6 separate regions of the Mus musculus genome follow, and all the other regions are linked to region 5. The links are chromatin contacts, called in public Hi-C, HiChIP or PLAC-seq and promoter capture Hi-C maps. All regions are on one chromosome and are shown on one strand. The core of a region is the stretch at or near the end of the contact, and the rest is flanking DNA. Distances in the headings are between cores, read along the strand shown.

Region 1 (4,270 bases), core at 541-3,040, 720 kb after region 5:
GTAACTGGAAATCCCCAAATATTTTGAAATGGAAAAGCATATTTTTTTATTTTTATTAGGTATTTTCCTCATTTATATTTCCAATGCTATCCAAAAGTCCCCCATACCCTCCCCCCCCCACTCCCCTACCCACCCACTCCCACTTTTTGGCCCTGGTGTTCCCCTATACTGGGGCATATAAAGTTGGCAAGTCCAATGGACCTCTCTTTCCAATGATGGCCGACTAGGCAATCTTTTGATACATATGCAGCTAGAGTCAAGAGCTCTGGGGTACTGGTTAGTTCATATTGTTGTTCCACCTATAGGGTTGCAGATCCCTTTAGCTCCTTGGGCACTTTCTCTAGCTCCTCCATTGGGGACCCTGTGATCCATCCAATAGCTGACTGTGAGCATCCACTTCTGTGTTTGCTAGGCCCCGGCATAGCCTCACAAGAGACAGCCATATCTGGGTCCTTTCAGCAAAATCTTGCTAGTGTATGCAATGGTGTCAGCGTTTGGAAGCTGATTATGGGATGGATCCCCGGATATGGCAGTCTCTAGATGGTCCATCCTTTCGTCACAGCTCCAAACTTTGTCTCTGTAACTCCTTACATGGGTGTTTTGTTCCCAATTCTAAGAAGGGGCAAAGTGTCCACACTTTGGTCTTCATTCTTCTTGAGTTTCACTCATTTAGCAAAAAATAATTACATTCACTAAAATACTGCAAGAAAATTTAAAATACCTATAATGCTACTTACCAAAATGTTTTATTCCGGTATTAGCAATGCTTAGAAGGAAGTACGTTTAATACTTTAAAAAATAAAATAATATAATATTCTACCTTAAAAACTAAAAAAAGAAACAATAAGTCTTACCTAAATTTGAATAGTAAAATATATAATAAAAACTGAACAGAAATCAATGAAGTCGAGCACAGAAAATGAGGATGAAAATCAGTGATGCAAAAGTGTGGTTGTATGGAAAGGTGATAAACTCTTAAGTTCTTAAGCTGACTACCTGAAAAACCCTGGATAAGGAACAAATTATTAGTGTCATAAATAAAGAAAAGGAGGATCATTTTTGAGCATTGGAAGGACGATAAGAGTTATAGGAATAACTCAGTGGCCAAACCATTTATAAGCACCTTAAACTAGGACTTTAGTTTACATGCGTAGAATTTAAACCCGGACACCCAGCACACCAGCACTCTCATCTCCCGGCAGAAAGATGGGACATGGAGACAGAAGAATCCCTACAAGCTCATAGGCCACAGAAGTGAACAAGAAAGGGAGCTGGTTTCAGCAAGAAAGAATGACACTCTGATCTCCAAACACACATCTTGGCATGGGTATGTTGTGTGTAATATTAAAAATCCATCCACGCTATCACCAGGTAGGCACTAGCCAGCAGTCTCAGTCTGTTCCCAGCCTGGCACATAGCCTAGGACGGCTTATTTCCCGTTGCCAAAGCCTGTCCCACTAAAGCTGATTCTGCCTCTCCAGAGCTCCAAAATCACTCTTTTCTCCCCATGACTGGCTGCTGCCAAGCCCGCTCAGGAACCCCAAATGTCCACAGCTAGCTGAGGAGCACTCTTGCCAACCCAATGCTCCACTGTGGTCACCTTTCCCTGGGGCTCAGTTGAGTCGCTCTGAAATGGAAAACACCAGACAATCTTGAGTTTAGATTCGAAATGTAAATGAAGAAAATATCTAATAAAAATTCTTAAAAAAAAGAATTAACAGATAACACAGTCGTTGGGCACAGAATCTAGCATCTTAAATTCACCAACTATTCTTTATTAGAAATCTTCCAGGGGAGGATTCTGGTAGATTCAGCTACCTGAACCAACAGCCCTCAGACTACATCTGTTCTGCCTTGCTCCCACCGTCCAAAATGAAGTCCCCTTCTCCTGCCTCCCTCTTCCATTTTCCAACAAAGAAGGCCCACTTCCTTCTCACCTAGGGATTGGCTTCTTGTCGACTTTATTATTTAATCAATTAGGGGGTAATTATACTACACGGGCATACCTGTACTCACATACACTGACCTGCACATATATTACACATATATTACACATACCTGTACTCACATATATTGACCTGCACATATATTAGACATATATTACACATACCTGTATTCACATACATTGACCTGAACATATATTGCACATATATATTTTATGTACATCATTTACACTGCACATATTTACATATACATGCAGAGTAGCAAGCAGTTACCCGAAGCTCTATGATAATGAATTTGATAACCTGGAAGGAATGCATAAATTCCTCAAAGACAGAATCTCTCAAGCTCACAGAAAAAGCAAGTCACAGTAGATGAAATTATGGAAATTAAACCAGAAGCTTTGTTCAAACTTAAATCGATGAAGATGCAATTTCTTGCGTGTATTTATCAATTGTGGTACATTCAGTAAAAATAGCATCATTCATATCTAAAGTGAATCAAACTTCTATTTGATTCTAGACACATATCTTTGACCTGAGTTCAATCTTCAGAGAACATAGTTTTAAAAATGCATAGAGGTGTGAGCATGCAATCCCAGTGCTGGGAATGGGGACAGGCAGATGATCTCTGCATTTGCTGACCAGCCAGCCTAGCCTAGGTTGTGGGTTCTAGTCCAGTGAGAACTTTAGACTCCAAAAAGAAAAAGAGGAATTACAGTGATATTGTTCTCTGGCACAACACCATATACACAAGCACACATACACAAACATAAAATGAAATGAGCTTTCAAACCATGGAAAAACGTAGAGGAACTTAAATGCATGCTGAAAATTAAAAGTAGGAATTCTGAAAATGTTATATAGTGTTTGACTCTAACTGTATGGCTGCCTAGAAAATGAAAAAGCATGAAAAGAATAATAAAACTGCCTATTCATGGCAGAGGCTGTTGTAAGGGAGGGGAATAAGCCGGTACAGGGGCTTTGATGCAGTAATCGACTCTGCAGATGGTTTAGGATAATTACAATTACATGTCAGTATTCTTTCACAATGGAGTGTGAAGCAGCAAACCCCAGAGTCATCTACAGGCTTTTAGTGTAACAATGTGCTGTGGCAGTTCAGGTCCGAGATGGGAACAATTGTTCCTCCAAAATTCATGAGGACTGTTGATCAGGAGAAACTTCTGAATGTGCAGCACCAGAGCTCTTGGGGAACTCTGTGTACTTTCCACTGTCATTCCCTCTAAACATAAAATTGCTCTGAAAAAGTCTATTGAAATAAAAATAAGGAAGAAAACTAAAGGAACAATAATGTGTCATTACTCCTTGCTATACCACCATCTGGAAACTGTTTTTATTTAGTGTCCCAAGCTTTACTCCAGCCAATTCAAATCAGTGCCAAGTCACCAAAACAAATAAAAGCCAAATCAAAGAGACTTAAAACAAAACACATAAAAGCACTGAAATACACCCTGAGATGCATATTAATAGCGATGACTAGTGTGGTTTGTTTTCATCATTTACCAACACTAAAATAATAAACTACTGAGTCAAACTTAAGGGAACTAAAATGGAAACAATGCTTCCTGTCCTTCAAAATTACCTAAATAGTTCATTTTTAACAAAATGTTGAATTAAGGGTGGAGAAGACCCAGAGATTAAGAGCATTGGCTGCTCTTACAAAGTCCCCAGGACACACATGGTGGCTGTAACTGTAGATCCAGGTTGTCTGATTTCCTCCTCTGTCCTGCCTAGCTCATACACACATGAATTGCAATAAATGTCTGCAGCTGATCATATTCATATAAGTAATAAAATAACTTATTTTTATTCTTAATTTATAAAAAACCTACACACTTAATGGAACCATTTTTATTTTCTTCTAAAAGTCCTTCAACTGAGTCAAAAAAATAAGAAAAGATCTACAAGCTTTTCTATAAAAGCTCAGATACTTAATATTTCTAGCTTTGTTTAAAAATAAAGATCTCTGTTACTGTCAACTTGGCCTTTATAGCATTAGCAGTAACAAGCAAAAGGCTAATCCAACAAACTTTTAGGTACAGACGCAGATTGATTCTGACACCTGTCTGCAGCCAGTGACCTGGAAGCACTACTCCAGTGTGTACTACCGCTCAGGAAAGAGCCTGGTATTCACATTGTATTGGATGATTTCCCTTCTCAAAGCATGACAGTGTTCTACCATTTAGACTAAAAACTCCACAGTTTCATTTCACATTCCCTGTAACTGGTAGTATTGATAGCCAATTTAATAACTGAAATTGATCATTGGCCATTTGTATGTCTTATCTAGTTAAATTGTATTTTAAATC
Region 2 (4,807 bases), core at 1,637-4,136, 830 kb after region 5:
CTGTGAATTATTGTGTTACAAGGTCTGTTCCAGGAAAGGTAGTTAAGCCTATGTTTAATTCAATGAATCCACTTAAGCAATACACTCAACACTTACTATCTGTATTGTACTAGACTTTCACAGAAATAAGCATTCCCCTGTTTAAATTAAATATAAGATGCTGCATTACAAAGGTATATTTTTCTCTTATTTTAATTATGAAAATAGTTTGGTTAAAGTGAACAAGATACCAAGAGAGTTGGCTCAGAATATGCACAAGAGGTAATAATGAAGCTTTTCAATTGAAAATGTAGAAAAGAGTTAAAAGCAGGAGATATGAGGCTGAAAAGCTATTTCTAAGTTCAAATATTCAGTTTCCATAAGTACTTGTCTACATGCCCTGCTTTCTAGTCACTTCCTGTGTTTGCCTCTGATTTCTAGTCATCTCTGTATAATGGGCAGGCAGCAGGAAAGCAGGGCTGGGGAGGGGAAAAACTGCTTTTTATTTTGGGTTGGGGTTGTTCGTCCCTTACTCTGGTGAAGGAATAATTTGTTCTGGTCTATTTTACATCAGTCAATCAAAATTTTGTCCCAGACATATATGCCCCTTAGTGCAAAACATCAACTAAGTTTTGATTAATTACATACTAGCAGCGCATTCATTAGGATAATTGTTTTAAGAAACTCCCCAAAGACTTACAATGTTTTTACTTCCCCCATCCTGGAAGAATTATTTGTTACTCTTTTTTTCCAACCAAAGGTAGAGAAATACAAGGTAAAATTTAATTATTAGAAAGATTTACCTATGGAAATTTGTAGTAAATGGCATAGAATAATGTTTTAGTATACTTTGCCTTAGACCAAGCTCCAAGTGCAAGAAACTATTGGCACGGCATAAGATGTGCATTTTCCTAGGCAGTAAAGGTGTTACTAACAGTGTCACATAGATGGTCCTTTCTACTTCAAACATAGGTCCTGACTTAACAAAGTGCACAACTATCCCAATTGCAAACAAGTTAGAACATATTGAAACACACACACACACAACAAAACCCAAACTCAGTCAAATGATAACTAAGAATGTAATTGCCACATAAAATTCTAAGTTCTTATTCTTCTACTCTTTCCTTGTTCTAAGTGACTAGATGAGCATAAATATAGTGCTCCACAAAGATAGTACTGGAACCTGTAGTCCCAGCATTCTTGTTTGTGTATGGCTTTATTCACGACTCTATGTTCTTTTTGTAGTTTTCCTGCCCTTTACACATGAAGGAGAGGAAACCCTGTTCTCTCAGAAAAATAAATACTTTGTATTTTATCTACTATTATTTCCACAAGAAATGAGGGAATTGTTGCTACATTCTATGCTTGACAATGAGTTAATGGAGAAGACTAGGGTATCAAGTCTCTTCTCACTTCTCACCCCTCAGGTCATCAAGCATTAGAAACCGCACATACTGGGTTAAGGTTTGTACTATTGGCCTCAAGATCTTAGTTGCAACTTTTTTATGTCAGTATCCACATGTGCAAAGATGCTGAATCCAAAATGCAATAAATCCACTCATTTGATTTTTAGACTTTATTTCCCTAAATGAAATAAATGTGAGTAATATTAGTTACATAGGACCAACAAGAACAATAAAGTTGTATAGCTTTTTTTCTCAAAGGAAATTTGACCCGTCCAGCAGGTCCAGTTATTCGAGGATCTCGAGGGGACCTCCTCCTAATAACCAAATGGGGGGTAGAGAGAGACAAGGGTCTTGTACGAGTAACGACAGGGAAACCGTTCTGAAGTTGTATCAAGACCCCAATGTATTGAGAAAGGTCCAAGGTTTAAATGCACAAGCAAAAGGGGAAGTACAGATACTTATCAGTGGGAGGGGTAGGGCAATACAAGCAAAAGGAGAAGTACTTATGGGAGGGGGGGGCAATAGAAATTCTTTCTTTTGGCAGCTACACGGGGAAGCAGGAACTTGGTGGTATCAGGGTGTGGTCAGGACATCGGTGATGACCTAGGGCTAGAACATCCCGTGGTTCTCGGAATCCATGTGTTGGTGGCCCGCTTTTGACCCCCTTTTCTTCTCAGGGGGAGAGGCCCAATTCAGAGATCAAGAGTTGCCTTAATAGCTCCCAACAGAAATTAGAACACTTTACCAACATTATTGTCTCATTAATACCACATGTCTTTGAAAAATAAGAGCAGTGCATGTAGATGGAAGCTTATGAGCTGGGGGAGGCACACAGACCTGAAAATCATTTAGGTGCTAAGTAGACAAGATAATGTGTGTGAAACCTGGTGAGTGCCCTCTGTTCACTGCCTTCTACCTACTCCGAGTTTCTGTCTCAGGCTCCCACTCCTTTTACTGCCCCTCCCCCAGTCTTCTTTCTATAGTAGAAAAGCTTGAGACAAGATCATTTTGGTTGGATAAGGGGATATTTTGTTGTACCCCAAAGTATTCTGACTTTCTTGAAAAAATATCATGAAAACTTTTCTCATTGTTTAGTTGTTTCCCAGGAGCATGAGTATCTCCCATTTTTAGCAAACTCTTCAGAAGTAAGGACAAATAATTTCCCTTAGCATCTTTGTAGAGTTGGAAGAGTTTTGACTCTGGGATACTATAATGCCTGTATTTTGAGCTATTGGGTGAAGAAAAAAAAATCCACTAAGTGGAGAGATCAGACAATTTAATAGGGGTGAACATGTAGAGGCAGCTTGGCTATAAACTGATTAGTCTTGCAAGCCTGAGGACCTGAGGAACTGCCGCAGACCCTCTTGGTCTGCCTAGGACAGGTCTCTGGTTGCAGATGGACAAGGAGTCGGAGAATGACAGACAGATGGACAGACAGATGCAACACACAGAGGCAAGATACATACACCGAGTTACAGTGACACAATACAAAAGGAATGTATACATCAAAAGAAGGTGGGGACCAGGCACTGCTGTTTACCTCTAAGAAGGGTGCCAGGTGTAATGCTAGTCTATTGTTAAGCCCACCACCAGGGGTTCTTAGTAAATTCCTGATTTATGCTGTTTCTTTGAGCCTAGTGAAGAAACCTGTCTCAGGGGGATTCCCTAACTCTTTCATGGTGAACCCACCTATTCTCTAAGCCATTGTGAATTCCCTTGTCTGGGTAAGACTGGCTATTGTCCCAAGTAAACACTCTGCAGACCAGCCGTGAGCTATTCCAGCTCCGTTCTTTGTAATGCCTAATTAGTTTCATTGTCTCTACTAGAAGTAAATTTGAATGTTACTGAATAGATAACCTTCTCACTGCATTCCTACTGAGTTCCAAGTTTGTCGACTTCAAGGATTTTCTGGGAAGTTGGAACAATGGCGAAGGCTTAGCTATGTCAGAATTCACTCTTAAAAGGCACTTATAATAAAATAATACTGAAAGAGAGCACGTGGATCCACACACCAGACTAATTTGGGGATAGGGTATGAGTATACGGGTTATGAGAACACCAAAGTTCCAGGAGGTAAGTTTCCGTAAAACTCTTTGCCTTGTGAGTGCTCCCAGGCCTCTTGGCCTCCAAGCAAACTTCACTGGAGTGTGCATAGCAAGGACCCAGCATAAACATAAGAAGCCTACTCTGGTGGTTTGCTTTTGGGATCCTGAAGCTGGGGAACAGAGTCAGGTGGATCCCTGGGTCTCACTGGTCAGTCAGTTTAGTGTAATTTGTGTGTTTCCAACCAATGGAAGATTCAGTATCTACTCTCAATAGTGGTAGGTAGCACTTTAGAGTAATACTTAGGGTTTTCCTCTGGCCTCAACATGTACACTGACACACAGTCATGCAACTGCACACACAAAACCATGCACATAGACAGACAGACAGACAAACAGACAGGCACCCATTCACACACACACCAAAAAAATTTGAGACTTAGAATCCCAAGAATTCAAACTATAATTTACATGATAAACTCTCTGTATGCATGGCCTTTTTGTTGCCCCAAAGCCTTCCCTACACTATTTTCTAAATGTTGTAACTTAGCCCTGATGTATTATGGGTAAAACCTTACACCAATCCTTAGTGGAAATGTTAAGGGATGAAGAGTGTATCACCAGAGGCCACATGATAGTGATGAGTGCAAAAGTCTTTCCATTGAACAAGTCAGAGCGTATTGAAGTGAAGTCTGGTCTTTAATATTCATTTGACTTTTGCCCAGCAATACTCCTAAGTGGAGATTCCACATTCATTTCTAATACAGAGGAAATGTGTGCTTAACTTAAAAATATGGGGCTTATATTCTGAAGATACTGTAATGTGTGGCATTTTAAATACCTAAAGATAGAACAATGTATTTATAAGGGACAACCACAATGCCAGACTCTGCACAAGCTTTGAAACACTCAAAGTCAGTGCTACCTCACATAGTCAGACAAGCTAGTGAGCATTTAATTCCATGAGATAGTGAACCTGGGTTGTGTCTTTAGCAAAATAAGAATGATCTTCATCTTATTGAAGTCATGATGTCCAATCACTGGCTTTAATACCATCATTTTCATAGAAGTGGATACACACACAAATGAAGAATGGGTCACATCTGCCATTCAGAATGAATGGAAATAGAGTGAATAACTCTTGGCTTTAGGTTCAGCAATAGGTTCTAATTTGTAAGGACAGTACTATGAGGCACAAATTGGTATCAATAGGCTCAAATTATTAGACAAGAAGGCAAGAGCATTGCCACAATGTCACAAGATTGTTGGTTTTAAGGACGGAGGAACCAGAATAAGTATGATTGCATTTCCAAAGGCTGAAAAGATGCAGAACAATGTGATATTAAACAAAAGACAAGCTTGCCAGTTCCCTGGGAA
Region 3 (4,922 bases), core at 837-3,336, 900 kb after region 5:
TTTAAAGACATGGTTTCACTCATTAAACAAATCAGGAACTGAACTTTTAATTCTCCCTGCCTCTGGTTGAGCAGCTAGGGTTACAGGTACCAGGCCTCACATATTATTTCATTTATTTAATTATCAACATTCTAAAAATTCATGAAATATCCACCCCTGTCAATCTGTATGTTCAATTTGTATTTAAAAAGCAATAGCTGATTTAAAGAGCTGGGCTGTTTTTTTCAAAAGGACACTAATTTTCTTAGAATTCTCTCATAATACAATGTAGTTCAAAGGTGTCCATTTTTATCTAACCTTTGAAATTCCAAATGCTTTCTAAATATTCTTTTCAGAAGACATTCTTAACACTGAGGGTCAGAGTCCTGTAAAATACATTTACTTCTCCTTTCCTGGAACTTTAGATACTTTCGCCTCATTTTACTCCAATGTTGCCTATGCACAAGCCTTTCTGGTGATTGTACTAGGAAGGAAGACAGACTTCCCCTCTCGCACTCTTTTGATGGATGTTCTTTGACTCTCCTCTGAAAAGCCCAACAACAGGTGGGGGGAAAAAAGCATAGAATGTGAGCAGTTGTACACCTACGTGTACCCTATGGTCAGGGAGTTTAATACAGCCGCCACAAACCTAGACATGTTTATAGAGTTAGTCTTTAACCACCCCTGCAGCCTCATCTCTGTCTACTGCTTTTCTCCACATCTGAGTTCCAATGACATTTTTGGAAATGTGTGCCTGAGAGGCTCAGTTTCCTGATTTCATTTGCCAGCAATTCCCTGTTTTCTTTCTCTTTCCTCTCTTTCCTTTTTTTTTTTTTTTTTTTTTTTTTTTTGGTGGACATTTTTCCATGTTCCATCGTTGAAATGCTTTCTCACCACAGTAGCTCTCTTCCATCCTGTCATACTGCAACGCTGGAGCCTAATCCTATTCTAGATAGCCCTTCTCTGTGGATGGGAGCTGTCTGGAGACCAGGGCTGCAGTGAAGATAACAAGTACTGTCAAATCTCCTGATGCTTTGAGCAGGATGACAACAAGAGAGACAACAGAGAGGTGTTTAAACAGCCCTGCAGGCACCGGGTAGGATTTATTTTGGAAGTGCACTAAGACAACAGGTTTTACATTGAATGTGGAAAGTGAGAGTCCCTGCAGAGTCCACAGGCCAGTGCCCAGTTAGAACTCCTATGGTCCACACTCTAAATGCACAAACAGTACCTCTCTGCCTCTTTTCACTGTTAACAGACAGAATCTGAAGCTCGTGTCCTGATGTCCGATTAGGAACCGCCAGCTCCAGACCCCTTTCTGAGGTTCCCCAGAGCGTTAAGAGCACACCCACCACCCTAGGGCGTCTTCTTAGTCTACTGTATCCTCCATTATTTACAAGGTTCTCTTCCACAAGAGATTCCAAGCAGACTCTTTGAAGCCAGCCTGCAGGTGTTTTTTATCCAAATTCAGCCACGTGAACTTAGCTCTGTTACTTAAGGAAGCCTCTGTTCCCATGTGTATCTTTCAACTGCAGATAAGAAAACAGATTGCCTCGGCAGAAAACTCCAGATGCCAAAATACATGTAAATTCCTGACCAAGAGTCCTGGCATAGAGCAAATACTAGATATATGAGAGATATGGTCCTGATCTCAGATCTCTCTTGTTACTGGTTTGCACAACCTGCCTTCACCTAAGCAGTGTTTCTCCTGATTATAAGAAACAACACTAAATCAGGAATCCCCTCGGTAATTCAGGCCTATTATTAAAACAAAACAAAACACTTTAATGAAACAATCACAATGGTGATTAGCTATGTCAGGAGATAACTGTGGGAGATAGTTACTATGCAGAACTTCTATGTGCCCCCAACTAATACGAGTTTTGGTTTTCTGAAGCTACCACTTACATACTAGACTGGATGGACTCACAAGAATTATTTGTTCTTAAAGTCCTACCTGAGCAGGTGCATTGCACAGATGACAGGGAGGAAAAAAAAAAAAAAAACAAACTAGAGAACCTAGAGGGGCAGAGGGCGTGACCCTCTTAATCATCCTTCACTTCCTTTTTTTTTTTTTTTTTTTTAAGATGACTTACATCGGCGGCAGCAGAAGCAGCGACGCCTCCTCAGTGGAACTGACTTGCAATAGCGAGCTTTCTCTGCTGCACATTTGTGGCTTCTGTGGACATATTAGTAACCAGCGGTTTTAGCTCCCAGTCTCACAGAGTTGCCAGAGAGGTTAGAAGTCATTTGAAAAGCCTATTAGCCGAATCTTTCTGATCCAGAAGGCCAGCTGGCTTCTCCTGAGCTACTTTCAATTCGCAGCAACCACTGATCCTGGTCCAGGTGACTGGGGAAGACGCTGAGGGTATAAACCCAAACATTGAACCTGAAGACCCAGCGCAAAGTAGAAACTGAAAGTACCCTGCTTAGTCTGCCGGCAGATCCTACGGAAGTTATGGCAAAGCCAGAGCGCCTGGGTGGCCGGTGATGCATGCGGCCCCTCTTGGGATGGATGGACCAGGCGTGGCGTGGGTGAGAGGAGTCAGCTGCCTGAACTGCCCTGCCCAGCACCGGTTTGCGGCCACCCGGTGGATGACCGGGGTCCTGGGAGTGATTATGGGTGGTGAGAGCCGGCTCCTGCTGCAGTCCCAGTCATCATGACTACACCCACCTCCCGCAGACCATGTTCCATGGTAAGCGCTGCTCTCTGGTGCGCACAAGTAGGTGCGCCTAGCGCGCCGGGGACTCTGGGACAGTCCGGGAGGTGCCACCCGCCCCCGCGCCTCCGCACGTCCGGGAATAGCCCGGCCTTGCACTTTGGACAGGCTGAGAGCTTGGCCTCTCCCATGGTCAGCCACTACCCGCGCTGAGCTCGGTTGCCCAGAACCATTGGCACCTGGGCGTACAACCCTGGCGGGCGGGGAGGAACAGTTCCCGAGGCGGTTTTCAGATCCCCAGACCCAGAGCTTCAGTGCGGGAGCCGCGACGCGGTGGCCCCCTGCAGTCAAGACTCAGTAGTCAGTGGTTTTCAGCCACTTTGTCCCTAGCCAGTACCTCTTCAATGCAGCCCTTCCTGGCTTCCTGGCTGTGCAGTTACTCACAGGCTGCCTGGGTTCAGGGCGTTGCTGGGCTCTCGCAGCTCAGAACTTCATGGAGAATGAAAGAGTCGCTCCCAGGATGCGCTTTTAAACCCTAAAGGACAGATCATTGGAAAACCCCCTCTTCTCCCCGCAGTAAGTCTGGGAGTTTCCGATCCAGGCTGTAAGTTGACTTGTTTGCTGGGAACCCAAGTCCTGCGGCTGAGATTGCAAAAGGCCAGATTTTATTTTCCTTCTATATATTTGCTACTTAAGGGAGGCAGAACTTTAAGTACCCATGAGTACAAATTCTTAGCTCCCTGATCAAATCTAATAGGCTTGCATTAGTTTTAAATAAGTAAGGATTTAAAGTGGACAAGAACAGAATTGACAGAGGCTGGAATCCATTTGTAGCTAGAACTAATAGAGATGAGAACAGAATGGAGTGTGAGGAGGTCTACCTAAGGGAATGCAGGTGTTTTAAATACTTCCTCAAGCAAGAGAACCTATGGAGGTGCAGGATCTAGCCTAAGGCTCTTTCCTTTTGCAACCCCATTGCAAACCATTGTATTGGTTTCCGGCCCACTGTTTTAGGTACAATTACTTCCCCTCTCTTAGGTACTAGCGAACCAAAAACATTTGAGGGAGTACTTATCAGAAACCAAATAAAAGATGTGGAGACCTGAGAGACTGCCCAAGAAAATGATGGAAGGCTGCCAAGGTGCCCCTGCAGGAGCTCACTGTACAGCTAGAGACACCGCATCCCTGTCTTCTTTGCAATGCCCTGGGTTCTGAAATTGCCTTTCACTTTAACCCTTGGATTACCTACAACCTGGAGAGATAAAAGGACAAAGGAAAAGCAAAGGTGTAATTTAAACGAGGAGGCTTTTCCCATTGAGATACATCCATATCGGACATGCCTTATTTTCTTAGTAAAGAAAATATGAAAATATTAAACTCACGGGAGTTAAAGTAAGTGGCTTTTTTTTTTTCTTTCATTTTCGGTCCAAAATTTACTAGAGGCGTGGGTAAACTCCATCAAGGCTGTGTGCTGTGTTTCCACTTTGTTATGTCGGGACACCAAGTAAACAAGGATTCACTCGCTGACGCTCAATTGTGCTGCCTCATTATGAATCAGCATACATTTTATTTGTATACTAATAAAAGGAAACAATGAGAAACATAGAGCCTTGGGAATATGGAGGAAGCCTGAAGATCTATCTGTAAAGGAGAATTAGAAATTTCATCTCAGTGTGTATACTTCTTGAACAAAAATGGAAAGTTCTTTTATAAAACCAATCTCATGGCCCATGGGTATGAAGTACTGTTATCCTGACTCTTGACAGATAATTTTGTTTTTTAATTAATTTATTTTTATTCCTTAATCTTTTTTTTTACAGTACAGACTTTATACCTCTCCTGTTCTGCCCCCCCCCACTGCTCTCCTCCCCATACCTCCTCCCCAGCCCCCACCCCACCCCTGACTCCAAGAGAATGCCCTCATCCCCCATGCCACTAGGCCTCCCCACTCCCTGGGGCTTCAAGTTTCTCAACAGTTAGGTGCCTCTTCTCTCACTGAGGCCAGACCAGGCAGTCCTCTGCTCTATATGTGTTGGGGACAGACAACTTTATAATATGTAGAAATATTTACTTTTTCCCTTGAAATAGGAGCATACGCTGTAGTTTCAGAGCTTGGCCAAGAAGCCCCTTCATGTAGAAGACAATGAATATTTGTACTTCCTCTCACTATCTGTGCATGCAGTTATGTTGTAGGAAGTGTAATTCAGTAGCTAATAGCGGATTCCCTAGACACCTCAACCCGAACATCAAATGCAGCTCCTGAATCCCTAGAAAAATTGTTTT
Region 4 (4,363 bases), core at 182-2,681, 700 kb after region 5:
CAGACACTTGATCACCAGCAAGATATATACCAGCTGATATGAGGCCCTCAACACATAAACAGCAGAGAATTAGCAGGTCTGAGTTTAGTCAAAGAAGATGCACCTAACAATCAAGATAATGGAGGTCCCAGGGGGTTTTGAGGTCTGGTGAGGTGTGGGGTCTGTGATTGGGGATATCCTCATGGAGATACAGGCAGGGAGGAGGTATGGAATGTGGAACAGTCAGAGGGTGGACCAGGAAGGGAAATAAAAAAAAATTAAATAAAAAGAAGGAATATAAAAAAACAAAACAAAAAAACAAAAAAAAAAAAAAGAAAAAAGAAAAAGAAAAACTCAGGCCTGTTCACAAATAGCTGGAATTCTAACCTCTTCCCCAACTGCATATAACAGTGTGATGGATGCTGAATATCATTTTTCATATCAACCTATTTGTTTTTACTCTTGGTTAATAAGGATGATCAAAAAGAATAGGGGCATGTACTCTTCAGAGGTTTTAATGTAAGATACATTACATTTGAAGTTATTGATGGTAACTGTTCTAATTAGGCAACTTAGATAAAATTTCAAAACAATTATTAACAGGTCCAGAGGCTTACAACAAGGTCTGAGGATGACAAGGTTCATTGGCTATATGTAATGTATTTACTCCATTTTGGAATTTAAGGGTAAAAAGACAAAAAGCAGAAGATTACTATATAGATTCCCATGAGAGTACTTAGAGTGATAAATAGGGTTTCAATTATTCAGACAAAATGAAATGACAGAGTTTTTATATTAATTTAATACTTTATCAAAATAATTGCAATTGGAATATTTTGTTTAGTGCTATTCACACTCCAGTGAAGTTTGCTTGGCAGGCCAAGAGACCTGGGAGCACTCACGAGGCAAAGAGTTTCATGGAAACTCACCTCCTAGAACTTTGGCGTTCTCATAACCCATATATTCATACCCTATCCCTGCGTTAGTCTGGTGTATGGATCCACGTGCTCTCATTTAGAATTATTTTATTATAAATGCCTTTTAAGATTGAATTCTGACATAGCTAAGCCTTCGCCAATGTTCCAATGTCCCAGAAAATCCTTGAAGTCAACAAACTTGGAATTCAGTAGGAATTCAGTGAGGTTTTCTATTCAGTAACATTCAAATTTACTTCTAGTAGAGACAGTGAAACTAATTAGACATTACAAAGAACAGAGCCAGAATAGCTGAGGGCTGGTCTGCCGAGTGTTTACTTGAGGCAATAGCCAGTCTTACCCAGACAAGGGAATTCACAATGGCCTAGTGAACAGGTGGGTTCACCATGAAAGAGTTAGGGAATCCCCCTGAGACAGGTTTCTTCACTAGGCCCAAAGAAATCAGGCTTTTACTAAGAACCCCTGGTGGTAGGCTTAACAATAGACTAGCATTACACCTGGCTCCCTTCTTAGTGGCAGCGGCCTGGTCCCTGCCTTCTTTTGAAGTATAAATTTCTTTTGTATTGTGTCACTGTAACTCAGTGGATGTATCTCGCCTGGTTTCTTGTTATTCTTCTGTATAAAAAGTTTGATGCTCAACTTGACAAATTACATTCAGATTCTACACAATCTACCATGTTGATCTGTCTGTCATTCGCTGACTCCTTGCCCATCTGCAACTAGAGATCCGTTCAACACAGACAAAGGGACTCAGAGCCTCTGCAGCAGTTTAGAGTTCAAGTTAACCCTTTGTACTATTTTTTTGTGTATTAAGGTCTTTAAACATTTCATCCAAACAAAATGAATGTTTTAGAGCCATTTAATCATCACTTAATGAACATTCATATACCTTTTCATATAAGCTTCTATAATTAGTTCAATCTACTGTCTTCTAAGCAAAAAGAATGTTTGCCAATTTTAGTCCATGTTACCTAAGAACTAGGGTGTAATGTGATTGTTTTGGGTAGACAATGTTACCTAACTATAATTTTAGAAGTCCTCTCCTTGTTTGCTTCTGAAGTGAAGTTGGCTTATAGTCACAAATAATTTAAAGGAGAAAGGAAGGCTTGGGTCACTGTTTTCTGAAGGGCTTTGTGATTGGCTGCTGAGAAAGTCTGATGGAAGGAGACTTGCAGGTTCTTGCTCCTGCCCAGCTTTGCTCTCCCTGATCATATATCCCCCTTGGCTTCTCACAGAGTTAGAATTTCCAGGTCAGCCATGAGTGAGCAGAGGCAACAGCCTCCCACATTCTTCTCCACCAACAGCTCCTGCAGTTAAGTAGCCTGGTTTCCCAAAATTCCCACAACTCCTGACTCGGCTGCACATGGCATCACTTAAGACTTGTTTGTGCTATCTCAAATTTTCCAGTCCCATCTTTCACACACTCAATCCTTTAATTTTTTTCCCTTAATTATGTAAAGCCTGCACCCTATAAAGGTCCATTATTCCACAGCACAATGTGGTATTCCAAGCCCTGTTCTTAATTTAAATCTGATAGACTGACTCTAACTTTAATCTGCCCCTGCCCCCTTAAAACAATCCAAAAGAGATTACAGTAGTCAGTTTGCTAGGTTACCATATACAAAGAAGCTTCTATGGAGTCTTAATTCCTCTGAGAAGCATTTCCTTTGCAAGAAATAGCAATAGAGATAGATAGAGATACATATTCCTCAAACATCTTACTTAATCTAAGAGATACAGCCTAAAATTTTATACGACCAATACACTGTTAAAATTCAATTCATATTCATAAGTACACATATAAAAGGGTTTTAATTATCAATCAGAATTACCAATTTGAGTTGAGAAAGTAAAAACATATAGAAATTGTATGAATTGGACTTTTTGAAATTTTGTGGTCTTTGTACACAGACACATACTCAGCCCACAAATAAGCTTTACCAGATTGGCCAGATGGGAGGCTACTTGAGGACAGAAACTCTTTTTCATATCCTGGATACAAAACACTGACAGTGTGGATAGCTTCCACATAACAGAGAGAGAAATGAAGAACATACCCAGAGAAAAGAGATGCCACAAATATGTCAAAGCTGAGGGATAATAGGAAACATGTGTTTTCTGCTGAAACATTATCAGCTCTCTAGGAATTAGCTAACCTGTGAAGACATTCTTCTCAAGGGGAGCAATGCTGTAGATGTGGACATCAGACACACTAACCCTACCACTACTCCTACCTATCCCTATCCCTACTCCTAACCATAACCCTAAGCAGAAAGAGATGCCAAAATAAACTGTGATGGGTGTTCAATGTGTCCAGTTTTTGAAAATGTGCTTACTAGCACAATTACAATTTATATATTATTTCTATGTTAAAATTATAGCAAATGTCTGAGAAGCAAAATAATGCCCATAGAGCTAGGGAGATTCACAGCTTTCGAAAGACTATATTAACAACTGAAAGATCAAATATAATGGTAGTAATATTTTGTAAGCTGTTGAGTGGAATGTCCAATAAGTTTCAATTATTTATCCCACAAATGTGTACCTTTGAATAAATTATTTCGTAATTTAACTAAGTGAGAGTTTGGACCTCAGTACTAGTATCACCTTCTCCATGGGTTCAGTCACCTAAAGTCAAGCTTTCTTGGATAATACTAAGTAAGAAATTACAAAAATAATTGATAATATCTACACCGAAGTGCTCTGGGTCATATGCTGAGATTTCACCTCCGTCCATTCTACCCTGCCTTGTGTGTGGGCCTTGTGTATGTGCTGTTCTGCCTGCCTACCCTCCTATAACACTTAGGAGTCAGCTGTCACCAACTGATGGACATGATAAACATTCCAGTAACACTTACATTTAAGCAATACTGCTTAATTGTGTCCCCAGCGCACAGAGGAAGAGATTGTGGCAATTTCAGCCTACAGAAGACAGGTAATAAAATGCTTCAAGTGATAAAGTAAAGGTGGATAAGGAAGGAAAGAGAAAAATCATATGTTGCAGTCGTTACATTATTTGGTTATTATTGTAACAGTTACTGTTGTTCATCACCTTTTGTACCTAATTTATCCACTTAAATTTCTCCTGTGTAATTACATAAAAGACATCGTGTGATTATAGGGTGTAAGATTCAGTTATCCATTTACAATGTGGAAATGTGTCCCTCAAGGCTAAAGGGAGAAATCTAGAGGTTCTAAAGTTCCTGTGTTAAATTTCAATTATAACAAATTCACTTATACAGAAGTTTGTTTTATTCTTAGTAGTTAATATAATTCATCTACTAAATTTCACCATCGTATATTTTTAAAAATGTGTTTTAATTTCCTATCAGAAATATTTTCATTTTCAAAACATTCATTAAGAAATCCTTAAAAGATGACACTAGGTTTTGCTTATGTAATGGCAGCTCACATTTATCTAGAGATACATGTTCTTATGGTTCTCATAG
Region 5 (4,482 bases), core at 1,002-3,501:
CTCCCCAAACCCCATCAGAACCCTTCTGGACAAGCGACTTGATAGCAAATTGTGGCAACCGAGAGTAGCTCAGGACACTGCGCAGAACCCTCTCCTGGGATACTCTGTGGGGGCGAGAGCCCAGTTCCGAGAGGAAGGCGAGAGCTGCAGGGCTGGCCCGGGTCCACGCGCGATCGCCACGTGCTTGCTCCCCAAGCTCACTGGCTTTGGTTGTAGCAACGAGGGGTGGGGTCGAGCCACGCCCCATTGGAGGACCCTCAGTGGGGTCTCTATCCCAGAACACAAGGCCATGGGCTTGGGCTTGGGAAAAAGGTCCTTGGATTCTGCATGGGCAAGGACACCTTCCCGAACCACAGGGAAGGGGGTCACCTCTGTGGTCCAGGGGCCCAGCAGGGCGCGGCTGCGTCTTTGTGCGGCCAGGCTTGGCTCGCCTTTCTGCACAGCCTCTATCCGCTGGGAGGGGCTTAGTCCTGCGACCCTGAGCCTGGGCAGATGTGTGCACACCCTGAGGGGTTTGGGGCTGTTCTGGAAGGCGGGGCTAGAAAGAGGGGTGCCCGGACTGCAGACTGTTCAGCAGCCCCACCCAAGTTCGTGGGAGCCAGCCTGGAGCCTGAGTCTTCAGGGCTCCGCAGACAGGGTGGGGCAGGGCAGGGTGGAGCCAGTCCATATCCTTTTTCCTGCTCTGCATCAGTAGCTCGATCTAGTGTGTGTGTGTGTGTGTGTGTGTGTGTGTGTGTGTGTGTGTGTGTGGTTCTAGCCGCTTCCCCAGTGCAGGCCCCTCCCAGGCTGTCTACCCTAGGGAAACAAGCACAGGACCTTTTCGGAACGATGGCACTGGATCTAGACTGGACTCTATTGCGGTTTTACAGATTTGGCTCCGTCTGACCCACAAAATTGAAATTGCACGAGGCTCATCTTAAAGACCTTGACCTCTTTTGCTTTATGTCACCCTTACACATCTTTATCTGTATTATTTTCTGTATACCCTTCTAGGTTCCCTAATTGCCCCCTCCCCTCCCCCCGAAATGACCCAAGGAGTTCAGAATAGCTCCCCCACCCCCTGCTTCTTTCCCTTTTTTGATTTTTTTTTTGCCACTATGTTTAAATATCCTATTTAATGTGGTTCTGAAAAATATGTTAACGAAGAACAATGAGGCCAGGGTGGAGCGGCTGAGGTTAGCGGTCAGGTCAGGCACGCAGGCTGCTAATGAGTGAGTGGGGCGTGGCGGGGCTCTGCCGTTCCCGCAGGGTTGGGTTTTTCAGTGTTGTGCTGAGCTCCCCATTAGGCCCCCATTCTACTGAGGGTGTGGAGCTGGGTCCGGGTGGGGACAGCTTGACTCTGCACAGGGTGGGGCTGTCCGCATAGTATGCCCAGCGCTGCAGGTGCCCCCCCCCACACTCCCACCATTGCTTCACACACAAAGAAACCCCACCCCGGCGCCTTGGGAAGCCAGGTCCCTTTACCCCTCCCTGCCGCGCACGCTCTCCCGCCCCTGCAGCTGCCCACCCGCGCCCTCCACGCCCTCCTCCTGTTTCCCCTCCCTCTTCCTAAAACAAAGGAGCTAAGGTCCTACCCCACCCCTCCGGCCGCCTTACCTCCCCGCACCGCGCCCCAAGACTAGTGGTTTTTCCAAGATAGACAATACCATTAAATGTGCCCACTCCCCTCCCCCGTTCCCACTCCTCTCTCAAACCTCCAGGATGGGACCGCTTTGACTTTGCATTTTCTCTTTTATTCCAACATCACTCCCTTCCTGTCCCTATTATCTTTTTAAACTACAGAATAAATATAGGACGTTCAAAACCACTTTCCGAAATGTCCCTTCACCTCACTAAAGGCAAATCGTTAAGGTAGCCCCCTCCCCTCTGATGGACACTTTAGTTTTAAATATGGAAGCAGAATAAAATTCCTACCCATTGGAGGAAAACTTACCTGCTTCTATCTTTTAAAAAGAAACCATTTACTTTAGTTTTTCAAAGACACCCTTCCCCCTTTGGTCTCTTAGAGCTCCCTCCAACCTTTCCCGGTTCCTGTCATGAATGTCTTTCCCTTTATAAAATATCTTTTAATGTCTTTAGAGATCCGAGAGAGAAAGGGAGAGATTGGCTCCAGATAGAGCCCGTGGGGAGCAAAACGCGATTCTTACCCATTGCTGTTTTAGCCATTGTAGGGATGTGCACGCACGGAGTGGTGGCGAAGGCAAAGGAGAAGGGTCCAGCTGTAGCCGCGGAGAGAGCGAGAGAGGAGTCTGAGTAAGGCACTGAGTCTGCAGAGTGGGACCGTGCTAGAGAAAGAGCAAGAGGCAGGAGCCCATGAATAATTATCACGCAGAAGCTCAAGCAGATTGGCTCTCAGGGTCCCCTGACATGACTCCCGCAGAGTGAGAATCTCCAAGCATTAAATATTGATCGGCCAATGGTGCTGGAGTACAAAGTACCAGAATGCAGTTTGAAATGGAAATCAGTCCTTGTCTGGAAGCTCCCCCCCATTTTGGAGCCCAATAGTACAGTCCAAGTGGAGTGGTGCCTTAGCCTGGAAGCCTCCTTGGAGCTAAGGACTGGGCTGTGCTTACCTGTACCCAGGAGGCTATACTTTGCTCAAACATGTGTCATTGCATAGATTGGCACAGAGAAGGAATAGACTCAGGGGCCTGAGAACCCACCCCAGTGTGCTGAGTTTTGGAAAAATCTGTTTAAAGCTTGTGTTACCAGTGTTTCTTATTTTCTCTTTTACCTTTGGCCCTGCCCTTGGTGAATCCTGGCCTCCCTAATATATGATGGAATTCCCAAACCAACCCATGTCTGGCTGTGGTGGCAGCTCAGAAATGGCCTGGGCTACTGGTCTTTCTTTCTAGCATAGCTGGGCTCCAGAGTGCATGATCTCAGGAGGGTCTTATAACAGAGGGAGGGTGGCTGTCTTTTCCTCCCTTTAGCATAGAGGAGAGGACTGTTGGCTACCTGGGCAGAGATGTAAGTTCCATCTAAGGACATGATGCAAGAAAGCACACGAACTTGGACAAGGAGTGATTTTTCCTGCATTCACAGTCAGATTAAGCACTATGAAGTGCAATGAACTTTGAAACATTATAAACAAGGTATTCACTCATTCACTCATTCATTCGTTCACTTCAAAAAACATTTAGCAAATGTCCATTCTTTCTCAATTCCTATATTTTCTGAGCATGTGCAGAGCACTGGAGACACAGCATCAGGGATACTTTTTGGACCTGTGTTCATGGAACTTTTGATGTGCAGGATTGAACTCTACTGTACTGACATTGTATCAGCCTAAACTCATGTAGGAATTGTGGTTGAGATTTAAAAATAGCAAGAAAGAGATACTTCCATCTCAGAGATGAAAAAAAATAAAAAAAAGAACATCGTTGCAGTGTGAACATGAATGAAACACTCTTTAACTTTAAAGGTATCAAAAATTAAGATTTTGCCCATTGGTAAATTGTTTGGTAGTTACTAGGTTACACTTAAAAAAAAATTTTTTTTTTAAGTATCCTGAACAGAAAAGCAGAAGCGCTGTCCGTGGTGCTGAAATGGCTCTGCACTTCCGGTTACTTTGTAAAGCGTCTTCACACTCTGGATGACTTGCTGACTGGCAGGAAGCTACTGGGATGGGAGCATTCCTGACCTGCTGAATCACAGGGAAAAAAAAAATAAAATGAAGATCAATACAATTATTTCTTGAGCAGGAAGATGAGAAATTATTTCTGTCATCGAACAGGTCCATGACTATGATGCAGATAGAGTACTGTAGGAAATTGGCAGGGTTTGGAAAAAAAATGATCATTTTTTTTCTTTCCCCAAAGTCATTTCCCAGTATAAATGTGAGAGCTTCTTCCTTCTCTGAAGGCTAGTTAGCAACCAGAAGATGAGGAATCTTCAGCATGCCTGCGTGAGTAATATCCCCCCACCCCCATTCTACCCAGGCTGTGTGCCATCTGTATACACTCTTCAACCTCCTTGGAGGATGGGACCCTCAGCCATGACATAATGTCTTTAACAGTTACAATTGGCAATTCAATGAGATCTATTGCACTTGTAGCACAAAACACAATGCAGTCCTCATTTTTTACTCTCCACTGAGTATTCCTTCCTGAGAGACAGGAGCAGGAGAAAGAGGTCAGTGTGTGCAGGGGCAAATATCAGATGAGTGGCTTTTAAAACAATTGTGACTTTTTGGAAGTTCTAGCCACTTCACCACAGCTCTGTATGATTTTCCAAATAAAGAGGGGATAGCTTAGTATAAATTACTATAAAACACCAAGATAGTGAGTTATTGTCAATTGGATAAGAAAGTGAGATGGATTAAAAGATTTGTGTCTATATAGATTAATGCCTTTTATTTTTTTGACACCACAATGTGTTATCATGCTTCTTGTTCTGGGAAATTATGGCAAAATAGGAATTGGAAGTTTACTTCATATTCAGTACATTGCCTTCTTACTTCTTTAGCTAGTTCATGTAATC
Region 6 (4,533 bases), core at 676-3,175, 930 kb after region 5:
AATCTGTTCATGTCCACAACTAAAGAGTCAATCTTTAGGTGAAATCCAATGTTTATGAAAGCACAACATACTTCTCTATAATGTTAGATTATGTCACCCAAACATGTCAAATTCTCATCTCAGAAAGTTATAGTAACAGAATCTTTGAAAATATGATTAAATCAACGATTTGACATGGGGAAATTATACTGGAAAGCCAGATGAGCTCTGTTACTGCAAATGGCCTTTTAAGATAGAAACCTGAGAGACTGGAGACACACACAGTGATGGAATATGGTGGTATGGCCACAAGCCAGGAACACTAAGAATGTTGGCAGCCAGGAGTAGAGAGAAAAGCCAGATTACGGATGCTCCCTGTGCACTGTCACTCAATGCTGAGTTTAAATTTCTCCTCTCTAGGTATGTGACAAGATACATTGCTTTTCTTTCTTTCTTTCTTTCTTTCTTTCTTTCTTTCTTTCTTTCTTTCTTTCTTTCTTTCTTTCTTTCTTCCTTCCTTCCTTCCTTCCTTCCCTCCCTCCTTCCCTCCCTCCCTCCCTCCCCCTCTCTCTCTCTCTCTGTCTCTCTCTCTCTCCCTCTCTCTCTCTTTCTTTTTTGAACCAACACGTTTCTAGTAATTGCCTAGAGCAGTCATGAGAAGTGGATTCATTCTCCCATAAAGTGGAGGCATTGCTAAGTAATATCTGAACAATATCTAATCAACTTTAGCATTCATTTATAAAGTCAGAAGTACTATTTGTTGATTCCAACAAATGTGAATAAATTAATAATAAATGAACAAAGCATAAGTAAAGTAGAAAAATTGGAAAAAGAATGATTAGGCCCAAAGAGAAGGCTTACTGGGTAGAGGTACTTATGTGGAGGCCTGCAGACACAAATTCAGTCCCTGGGTCTCACAAGGAGACAGAAGAAAACTCTCAAATGGTGTCCTCTATTTTCCACACATGTGCTAGTGTAAGCACACACCTGTACTCTTCTACATGCATGTACTAAATAGATTTTACCTATAAAACCAGTCAAAAATGCTAACATTTTTTCTTATTCTCCCTAAGAAACTAACAGAAAATGAGCCTAGATTAATATCAGAGAAGAAAATATGGAAAAATTGTGAGGTCTTTGCATTTTCAGGGAAAAATAAAGACTGAAATATAAACTTGTCATTAGTGCCTTGATAAGTAAGCATATGTAAGATTTTGTAGAAAACACACATAAAGCAAAAAATTAGAGGATAAATACACTTAAAAAGTGATGAAGGTATAGAGGTATAACTGATACAGTTGTTTGGAAGACCTTGGAACTTTGGACAAGAAAAGTTGGTTAAATAATAAGTGGGGCATAATGGGCCTAGGTCATAAAAGCATGAAAAATAGTGCTGAGGACAATTTGGACTACATAGGCACTGGTGAAAAGAAGAGTATCAACTGGATTAGAGTGCACTCTCCCTATACTTTGGCAGAGAATGTGGCTACTTTCTGCCAACAAATCCACCTGTGGTAAAATGGAATTTTCTACTAATATCATTGGCAGAGGAGACTTCAAGACAGCCTAATATTAATTGTGCCAAGTAGTGATTTTATTCATTCTTATGCACATCTACAGTGAAGAGAAACAAACAAGACAAAGAGAAATTCAAAATGTAAAGTTTGGGGAGAAAAAGAGAAGCAAGACATTTGGTACTGGAGCTTATTCATGGAAGAAGCTTAAAGGCCTGATGCTGGATAGAAAAAAGGGAGTAGAAACCTCTGGGCAAGACCCCAATAACCTAATCCTGTGACCAAGGAAAACAAAGACCTGAAAGTTTTCTTTGTCCTAAACAACAATGGAAAGCTTATGCAAATGTAATTCAAGGAGGGGACAGGTTCCAGCTCCAGCAGGCAGGAGAAGTTGGCAGCTTCAGCTATGTAGCTTTGGCTTTAGAATTAAGTGGGACACAGGAAAGGTATTGTGGAATGTTCCACGGTTTAGGAAAGCTATTACTAAAGTAAAGGTTCATGGCAGTAGGTCTTTGCAGGAAAGTCCAGGAAAGCCATTGTGTAAAGCTGTGAATGTAAAGGATGGATTGTGATGGAGATCTACCAGTGCTGGAAAAGTCACAGTATGTTGTATCTGCCAAGGAGAGAAGCTCCAGGCAGGATGTGGAACCAGCCCAAGATTGTTAAGTGTGTTTCTATCAGCAAATCTGGGAAGTGTGGGAGATATGAAGAGCTATCTACTCAGCCCTTTGACATTAGGAGTTTGTCCTACTGGATTTCAGCCTTGCTTTGGTCCAGTGCTTCATTAATAAGTTCCTGCTCCTCCCCTTTGAAATGGTAATGTATATTCTGTACCACTGTATGTTGGAAGTATGTGGTCAGCATTTTGCTTTTTGTTTTTATGGGGTTTTACAATTAAGAAATAGGCTTAAGTCTCAAGGACACTCAGGACTTTGGTATTGTAAGCTGTCTTGAAAATAAAAGACTATGGAGACTTTTGAAGTTGGCTGATGCATTTTACATTCTGATATGACTAGAAGCCTATGGGGGCCAGGGAGCTGAATGTAGTAGTTTGAATGAGAATGGCCCCATGGTCTCATGTATTTTAATGTTTAGTTCCAAGCTGATAAAATTGTTTGGGAAGGATTAGGTGTGGCTTTGTTGCAGAGATGTGTCACTGAGGGAAACTTAAGAGTTCAAAAGCCCATTCTAGGCCCAGTCTCTGCCTTTGTCTGTGGATCTTAGTTAACATTCTACTGCCATGCCTGAGTGCTTCCTGCCATGATAATCATGGACTATATCTCTAAAACTGTAAGCAAGCCCCCAGTTAAATAATTTCTTAGAGTTACCTTGATCTGGTGTCTCTTCACAGCAATAGATCAACAATTAACACAAGAAAGTTAAGTATGTAATAGAAAACAAACAAACAAACAAACTGCAAGGTGCAACCTAATGAAATTGAGACCTTTTCTAGGAGCAATTCACATCATAGATCATAGTGATTTGGACTTTTATATTGTGGGTTTTCCATATTTATAATAAACTGGAAATATGTTTACATGAACCAACATGCCTGTAGGAATCTATTATTTTGACATGTGTTAAATCAAGAAGTTGTTTTCTTCTGTTATGAATTCATATTCTGGGCTGCTATTGATAGGTTTGCTTCAGAAGGCAGCCGTGACATCTTACATGTTCATGTCAAAGGGACACTATCATCATACTGAAAATTAAGTTTTCATCAAATACTTGGCAAACATGCAGAAAAGCTTAACACTCTCTTTTGTAGGCATATGAAATCATATTAGTTTACCACAGCAATAGCCTAACCAACATCAATTTTCAAATATTGTTATGAAATTTGTTAGAACACTCTAAGAATTTAATTCAGTGACATATTTCATATGAGACTTGTAGGTTTAATAAAAAATGTATGTATAATTTGATGTCATCCTGGGGATTAAATAAAACTTGATAGAAAAATGACTTAGTAGATAACTGTTCATTACTTTTAGTTGTAAGGTGGTAGCTTTAGAAAATATATGTCTTGCTCCTGTGATGATTCCAGTATGCCTTCAGTGACTGGTACAGACAAATTTCCAATACTTCTCAATGCTATTACATGATCATATTTAGAGGATGCAGGGACACATCTGCCAAATGCCAGATAAAACCATAAAACCAGGTTGCTGTTTTCTTAAGTTAGTTTCAATATAGGGTTTTGTAGAAATCTTTGACAACGGTCATCAATAAGTGTTGAATTTTAAACAATTATGTATTCAGGCACTACTTCCTACAGGTAAAACAGCAAATGCATACCTTTTAAAGTCAGGAAACCTCTCCTCTTTGCATGAACAATATAAACAATATAAACAATGCACAATGCACACTCCCCTAAGTGGAAAATAGATGAAGATCAGAAGCACTTACTAATCTTCTAATCTTGACCTTGCTTTACTTACTGTTTTGACAATATTATCCATACTGAAATCTTTAAGAAGCTTCAATAACCTGGAATCACCAGTCTACTGGACAGAACTAGTTCAGTTTGATCTTAAGAGATTCTGAATCTTATTTGAGATGATATTGTACATATTTGCTTATTTTTCCATGTAAAGAGAAACAATTCTTGATGCCAGTAAGTAGAATCAGGAAAATTGACTTTCATGAAACTGTTCATATTAGTATCAAATATTAGACTGGTGTGTGTGTGTGTGTGTGTGTGTGTGTGTGAGAGAGAGAGAGAGAGAGAGAGAGAGAGAGAGAGAGAGAGAGAGTCTATGCATTTAACTATATTGTTTTATATTATTACAGGACAAAATGACAGGAACTGATAGTAATTGCCCGAATAATGAACCAAACTTTTTTAGAAAACATGTATGTGATGATACAAAGGTAATGGTAATTTTTACTTTACTATGAGCTTGGTTTTATATACAATTGTGTTAGAGAATTAATTCCATAATCTTTTTATACTAATGACAGGATTATCATTTGCCTATTATATTGTACTGTTGTCTATTATATGTTAATTTTACAGACACCCTGTCTCCAGGAGATA

What was found. Promoter capture Hi-C pulls out the DNA fragments that hold promoters and counts their contacts. A called contact is a pair of places that touch in the nucleus more often than the background predicts. HiChIP or PLAC-seq counts read pairs in DNA pulled down with a chosen protein or histone mark.
Region 1: a contact with region 5 is called in a Hi-C map of cerebellum, with 4 times the contacts expected there. The contact joins the enhancer-like site here to the promoter of Stmn2 in region 5. A contact is called at or near these places in 3 of 39 promoter capture datasets (the 3T3-L1 cell line, maxillary cranial neural crest and stem cell-derived epiblast-like cells) and 1 of 484 Hi-C or Micro-C datasets (cerebellum).
Region 2: an H3K27ac HiChIP or PLAC-seq map of embryonic stem cells shows a contact between it and region 5, with 7 times the contacts expected there. The contact joins the enhancer-like site here to the promoter of Stmn2 in region 5. A contact is called at or near these places in 6 of 39 promoter capture datasets (the 3T3-L1 cell line, cranial neural crest, embryonic stem cells and 2 more), 1 of 484 Hi-C or Micro-C datasets (embryonic stem cells) and 6 of 115 datasets of contacts at active chromatin or transcription factors (embryonic stem cells and forebrain).
Region 3: an H3K4me3 HiChIP or PLAC-seq map of stem cell-derived neural progenitor cells shows a contact between it and region 5, with 14 times the contacts expected there. The contact joins the promoter of Il7 here to the promoter of Stmn2 in region 5. A contact is called at or near these places in 13 of 39 promoter capture datasets (the 3T3-L1 cell line, 3T3-L1-derived adipocytes, cranial neural crest and 7 more), 7 of 484 Hi-C or Micro-C datasets (cerebral cortex, cortical neurons, embryonic fibroblasts and 2 more), 16 of 115 datasets of contacts at active chromatin or transcription factors (embryonic basal ganglia, embryonic forebrain, embryonic hindbrain and 7 more) and 1 of 9 other capture datasets (pancreatic islet).
Region 4: a contact with region 5 is called in a promoter capture Hi-C map of stem cell-derived epiblast-like cells, with 4 times the contacts expected there. The contact joins the enhancer-like site here to the promoter of Stmn2 in region 5. A contact is called at or near these places in 7 of 39 promoter capture datasets (the 3T3-L1 cell line, cranial neural crest, embryonic stem cells and 3 more) and 6 of 115 datasets of contacts at active chromatin or transcription factors (all in embryonic stem cells).
Region 6: a contact with region 5 is called in a promoter capture Hi-C map of stem cell-derived epiblast-like cells, with 5 times the contacts expected there. The contact joins the enhancer-like site here to the promoter of Stmn2 in region 5. A contact is called at or near these places in 12 of 39 promoter capture datasets (the 3T3-L1 cell line, 3T3-L1-derived adipocytes, cranial neural crest and 7 more) and 3 of 115 datasets of contacts at active chromatin or transcription factors (all in embryonic stem cells).

Annotation. Positions count from the first base shown.
Region 1 is chr3:7,785,056-7,789,325 of GRCm38.p6, reverse strand. No RefSeq gene overlaps it. Among named protein-coding and RNA genes, the nearest start is that of 1700010I02Rik, 170 kb to the left of the region's middle. Within about 2 kb of position 1,790, at least 4 of the 459 cell types and tissues checked have an H3K27ac peak or open chromatin away from gene starts, as enhancers often do. A contact at or near this core is called in cerebellum, where this site is marked.
Region 2 is chr3:7,681,225-7,686,031 of GRCm38.p6, reverse strand. All of the region lies in intron 2 of Gm16685 (predicted gene, 16685), which reads right to left. Among named protein-coding and RNA genes, the nearest start is that of Il7, 70 kb to the right of the region's middle. Within about 2 kb of position 2,886, at least 11 of the 459 cell types and tissues checked have an H3K27ac peak or open chromatin away from gene starts, as enhancers often do. A contact at or near this core is called in embryonic stem cells, where this site is marked.
Region 3 is chr3:7,610,924-7,615,845 of GRCm38.p6, reverse strand. It overlaps Il7 (interleukin 7), which reads left to right and starts at 2,086. Exons shown (of 5, transcript NM_008371.5): 1 at 2,086-2,675. The coding sequence starts at 2,666. Gm16685 (predicted gene, 16685) reads right to left here and starts at 3,141. Exons shown (of 3, transcript NR_168341.1): 1 at 3,037-3,141.
Region 4 is chr3:7,802,224-7,806,586 of GRCm38.p6, reverse strand. No RefSeq gene overlaps it. Among named protein-coding and RNA genes, the nearest start is that of 1700010I02Rik, 150 kb to the left of the region's middle. Within about 2 kb of position 1,431, at least 7 of the 459 cell types and tissues checked have an H3K27ac peak or open chromatin away from gene starts, as enhancers often do. A contact at or near this core is called in embryonic stem cells and stem cell-derived epiblast-like cells, where this site is marked.
Region 5 is chr3:8,507,296-8,511,777 of GRCm38.p6, reverse strand. It overlaps Stmn2 (stathmin-like 2), which reads right to left and starts at 2,251. Exons shown (of 5, transcript NM_025285.2): 1 at 2,148-2,251. The coding sequence starts at 2,166.
Region 6 is chr3:7,577,008-7,581,540 of GRCm38.p6, reverse strand. It overlaps Il7 (interleukin 7), which reads left to right. Exons shown (of 5, transcript NM_008371.5): 3 at 4,287-4,367. Among named protein-coding and RNA genes, the nearest start is that of Gm16685, 33 kb to the left of the region's middle. Within about 2 kb of position 1,925, at least 11 of the 459 cell types and tissues checked have an H3K27ac peak or open chromatin away from gene starts, as enhancers often do. A contact at or near this core is called in embryonic stem cells and stem cell-derived epiblast-like cells, where this site is marked.